2 separate regions of the Mus musculus genome follow, and region 2 is linked to region 1. A link is a contact called in public Hi-C data. All regions are on one chromosome and are shown on one strand. Each heading gives the region's core, a stretch centred on a gene start, on an enhancer-like site or on the middle of the called end of the contact. The rest is flanking DNA. Distances are from core to core; before and after follow the strand shown.

What was found. Hi-C and Micro-C count contacts between places; a contact is called where the count stands out from the background.
Region 2: a Hi-C map of liver shows a contact between it and region 1, with 5 times the contacts expected there. The contact joins two enhancer-like sites. A contact is called at or near these places in 1 of 484 Hi-C or Micro-C datasets (liver) and 2 of 9 other capture datasets (adipose tissue and pancreatic islet).

Annotation. Positions count from the first base shown.
Region 1 is chr2:125,614,770-125,617,469 of GRCm38.p6, forward strand. The region is part of intron 6 of Cep152 (centrosomal protein 152); the gene reads right to left. Among named protein-coding and RNA genes, the nearest start is that of Cep152, 9.0 kb to the right of the region's middle. Within about 2 kb of position 1,267, at least 9 of the 459 cell types and tissues checked have an H3K27ac peak or open chromatin away from gene starts, as enhancers often do. A contact at or near this core is called in liver, where this site is marked.
Region 2 is chr2:125,763,408-125,766,107 of GRCm38.p6, forward strand. All of the region lies in intron 7 of Secisbp2l (SECIS binding protein 2-like), which reads right to left. Among named protein-coding and RNA genes, the nearest start is that of Secisbp2l, 18 kb to the right of the region's middle. Within about 2 kb of position 1,329, at least 4 of the 459 cell types and tissues checked have an H3K27ac peak or open chromatin away from gene starts, as enhancers often do. A contact at or near this core is called in liver, where this site is marked.

The DNA of each region.
Region 1 (2,700 bases), core at 17-2,516:
CAGCAATGTGCCATCGCCACAGGAGGGGTGAAACAAGCACGGAACCTGCTCTCACGTTACCTGAAAGGGACAACACCCGATAGCCCTGCCAAAGGCTCTCTTTAGTAGAAAGGAAATGCAGTCTTTTATGTTTATATTGGCACAAAATGGCCAATATAGTAATAAAATAGTAATTAACCATGTTAATTAACCAATGAAGAGAGGAGCGACCTCTGACGCCTTCTTCAGAAACAAAGTCATTGTAGAAAAAACACTTAGATCAGAGGAGAAAGCCAAATGACAGGTATCAGAAGACTAACACTTCAACTCCATAATGACACTCTTCATTTGTCTAATGCTTCTGTAAGCTTACATCAATAAATACATATAGAAAATTGTAAATACTTATTAACAAAGCAATTTGTACTCTTTTTTAAATTTAAAAACCAAAATGTCAGGCCAGGCATGGTGGTACATGCCTTTAATCCCAGCACTCAGGTCGAAGGTAGGCGTCTGTGAGGCCATCCTGGTCTACAGAGCAAGTTCCAAACCAAGGCTTTATGTACTAAGACCTGGTCTTTAAAAATGAAGAAGGAAAAAAATCTGAACATTAAAAGCATCCCTCTGCCTTACAGAAGGGAGTATAAATAAACTGTCTCAAAGCTTCATCATGCCGAATTCACTCCTTTTTTTTTTTAATTTTAAACTTTATTATTAAAAAAAAAAATGACACTAGAAAAAGTCATATACTAAAACTAGCCAGTCCCAAGTCTTTACAATAAACTTCTAAGCAGTAGTCATTCAAACAGAAGCTGTAGAACATTGGAGTGTACAGTTCACTATCAAATGCCGCGTGTACTTATCCACCATCAAAAACAGAGTCCGAGCCAGGAACAGACAAGGGATGAGGTCAGGCCTCCCTTCGGAGCTTGGACTCATTGCCTAGCCCGTCTTTCTTCTTCCCCAACATTAGCCTTTCTTGGTCTTTCTTCATGTTTACATATCTGTTTACATATATGCTATACTGCACATAGGCCATATATTACGCTTATGCTTGAGTTCCCGTATGAAGGAGAACATGCATGGTTTTCTTCATGAGGTTCTGTGGCCCTGGTTGCACTCATTCTTTAACTGCTATTGCTGGAAAATTGGGCACTACCATCAGTTATTCATTAACTTCTAAATGTCAACTTTAAAAAGATGTCTAATCAATCGCCTTAGCAATACATTAACTTGGTAAAATGCAGACTTTTAGGAACAGTTACGAAAGACATAAAGCATGTGACTGCAGGGACCCGAAGGAGCAGATCGGGAGTGACTGTCACCCCACTCCACCTCCACCACATGCTCCCTGTACTTCACTGTGCTTCAAATACGGAGAAGCCTCTTCACACTGGATGTTGATGCCTCAAGGCAAAGGAGCTCTTGTACTCTACAGCTATCCTGTGGCCCAAACAAGCTTAGAGCAACACTGTGTCCAGACAAAGTAGTCCAGGGTTCTCTCTGGCCTAGCCCTGGAGTCCTACAGTATTAAGGACAGCTTACCCAATCACTCTCGAGCCACACTGGCGCTTCAATGCTCACAATCATTCACCAGGAGCTTGGTGATAAGAGTTTCTGTCCATGAAAACACTAACGATAGTCACTGTACAGCTTGCTTGCTTGCTTCCTTCCTTCCTTCCTTTCTTTGTTTCTTTCTTTCTTTCTTTAACATTTCAGCTCAAATTTCTCCAGCTGCTTCAAGTGTTTTCCTTATGGACATATTTATACATACTCTACATCAAAGAAAAGGGCTGGGGAGTATGGTGGTTTGAGTAAGAATGGCCCCCTAAACTCTGAATACTTCGTCTCCAGGGAATGGCACTAATTTAAAGGATTAGGAGGCCTTAAGTGGTATGTGTCACTGGGGGTTAGGGGTTTCAAAAGCCCATGCCAAGCCCAGTGTGTGTGCCTCTCTCTGTCTCTGTCTCTGTCTGTCTCTGTCTGTCTGTCTGTCGCTCTCTGCCTACAGATCATGATGTAGCTCTCGGCGACTGCTCCAATAGCAGCAAGGATACAGACATGCTCCACACCATGGGATTACACCTCTGAAACTCTAGGTGAGGCTCAATTAAAAGCTTCCTTTTACAAAGCTGCCTTCGTCATTATGCCTCGTCATAGCAACCAAACAGTGACCATGGACAGGGGGCAAGTAACACATAACTAAACCTGAGAGCAGCATCGATTCTGAACAGCAAGTTTGTACAATCATCACGCTAAAAAATGTAAAAGTAAAGGAAAAATGAAGAAACTCATGGCTGAAGTGTTAATTACACGTTTCAGAGTGAGAAACCTAAGCCCGGGGAGATAAGGAATTCATGTTCCAAAGCAGACAAGAAAAGCACTAAGCTCAGGGTGCACTTAGTGTACTGAAATACGCAGGACAAAAGCTTTCCTCAGACACTTTGGTGTCAAATATTGCTACATTAGGGAGCACAACACAATGATTCCCAAAGAAGCAGTTAGGATTCAGTTTTATGTTCTCTTTATCCCACCAGCAAAGCTCCCTACCAACATTTTCTCGTGAGGGGCTGGGAATGAAAATGAGGGCCTTACAAATGAGACACATGCCCCTACCATTGAGCAGCAGTCACAGCTGCAACCCTTGGCTTTTTTGAGACAAAGTACAGCCGTCTCACCAGACAATTCAGGCACCAGTCAACTCTGGTTGGCCTAGAGTGT
Region 2 (2,700 bases), core at 79-2,578, 150 kb after region 1:
GTGCTGGGGACCTACAAGTCCTCCTGCCGGCACAGCAAGCGCTATTACCCCCTCAGCCAACTCTCTAGTCCCACAATCAGTGAGCACAAGTACTTGCTGCTTTAAGACATAGACGACCAGGTGCTACCAGTCATCAAAATTAAGTCTCTTATAAAAATATCTCGGGCTGGTGAGATGGCTCAGTGGGTAAGAGCACCTGACTGCTCTTCCGAAGGTCCAGAGTTCAAATCCCAGCAACCACATGGTGGCTCACAACCATCCGTAATGAGATCTGACTCCCTCTTCTGGTGTGTCTGAAGACAGCTACAGTGCACTTACATATATTAATAAATAAATAAATCTTTTAAAAAAAATAAAAAAATAAAAAAATCTCGAAACACTGTACTATAAAAAGTAGCACAAGGATAGATGAAACCATCTAGGAGGTAAAGGTGCTTGCCGTGAGGCCTGGCTGGCCTGTGCTTGACCCCTGGGATCCTCAGGAGGTGCAAGGAGAGCTTCCAAAGTTATTTGCTGAACTATACACATCCTCACACGTACGCACACACACACACAAAGAACTAGTATAAATAAAGAGAGGTCACTATTTCCTGCAGGGTTTACCTTCTAAAAGCCTTTAAAGCCTAGAAAACAATTAGAAATTGCGAAAGGGCCACAGTCTGGTTTGGCTTAAAAAGGAGTTGGTATTTGGGGAAAAAATCAAATATATACTTAACAAAAATCTCAGGGACAAGGAAACACCAGTAATAGATAGACGATACACTCTTGCAATCTGCCTCTATTGCTTTAAGAATGAAGGAGGAAAACACAAACAACAGATCTGCCAGGTAGAGTGGCACATGGCGCCAGCACCTGGGAGACTAAGGCAGGAAGGTCAGAGGTTCAGAGCAGCTCTGGTTGCAGAGCAAGTGCCAGCCTAGCCTCAGCTCTAGAGCAAGACCCTCCTCCAAACAAACAACATATACTTGGTGCTTGGCTTCTTTTTTCCACCAATTATCAGGCAGAGATAAAGCACTTAAAATATTTTTCACCACTGAGCAGTGGTGGCGCATGCCTTTAATTCCAGCATTTGGGAGGCAGAGGCAGGCGGATTTCTGATTTCGAGGCCAGCCTGGTCTATAAAGTGAGTTCCAGGACAGCAGGGCTACACAGAAAAACCCTGTCTCGGAAAAAAGAAAACAAAAAACAAAAAACAAAAAAAAAAACAAAAAACAAAAAACAAAAAAAAAAAGAAAAGGAAAAAAAATGGTTTTCACCTCAGGGTTACAAAATGAACAAACAACAAAACTAGGGCCAGGATGCCGACCAGGAACTTGGCAAGGCAAGTAGTTTCAATTCCAACAGAAAAAGTCGGTAAACACTTTGCGCATTTTGTTTAATCTTTATCATCAAATAAAGCTAAAGCCAAATTGCCTCATAAGCCTGAAACAAAAATGGCCTGACTGTGTAGGAATCACAGGGAAGGAAGGACCATTCCTCCTGTTTCCGTGAGGCCTAAGGGGTCTGTCAAGGGACTGTCTGAAGTGTTAGTCTCAGGGAGGCCAAGATCAGCAGGAGCAGTAAACAGACCCATTTATCCTGCTCTGATTTTTGGTCCATTCATACATAGTTATTTGACAGCCCTAATTCCTTAACTAGATATAAAGAATCCAGGAAGTCTATCTAAAATGAAAAAGAGAAATAATGACTAATAAACAACTCCCTGATTTGACAGCCAAACAACACACGAAAATACAGTCTCTGTAAATGCATAGCTGTGCACAGTCCACGCTGCATAACTGACAGGCAACTGCCCAGTCTGGCCACACTGTGGCACCAAGTAACCATCAATGTGACAATGGCACTAGTGTGCAAGAGCGTTAATAAGCCACATCAAAATATGCATGGTTGAAGAGATGGTTCAACAGGCAAAGGTGTTTGCTAGCCAGCCTGGTGACCAGAGACTGACCCTTACCCTACAAGCTGTCCAGACCTTACAGCCACTGTGCATTTAGAACCTAAAGACCAGACTGCAGTCCTTAAGCTCAGCCCCTCACTCTATTTTGGTTTGTTTGTTTGTTTGTTTGTTTGTTTTTTGAAACAGGGTTTCTCTGTGTAGCCCTGAATTGACAGCCCTAATTCCTTAACTAGACTTTGCTTTGTATACCAGGGTGCCCTCAAAGTAACAGAGCTCTGCTGCCTCTGCCTCCCGAGTGCTGGAATTAAAGGCATACACCACCATTGCCTAGCTCAAACAGCCATTCTTAAGAAAAGAGTGTCTAGGTTTTGATATGGAAGGAAACAGACACTGCAAGTGACAGGTAGGTGGGCTTTCCTTTTCTAAAGGTCATGACATACTCACCCAGACACAGAGTAGAAACACGGTACCATTTACATCCACATTCTCACCACCTCCACTCAACACACGACCAGTCATTATGCCCTACTTGCTAAGGCATTTAAAGTTAGATATGGGAGCTCCCTGTGTATGTGTGTGATATACATGCAGGTGTTCATGTGTGCGCATGTGCATGAGTGCACACCTTCATGTTCTCAGATGAAGCCTCAGGTGCCCTTTCTTAGAAAACAACCACGTTTGTTTCTTTAAGACAGGCTCTTCCATGGCCTGGGGCCTGCCAACTATGCAATCATGTGTGTGTCCCTTCCACTGTATCTTGCCACACTATTTTTTTGAGACACCACCTCTCTCAATTGAGCCTA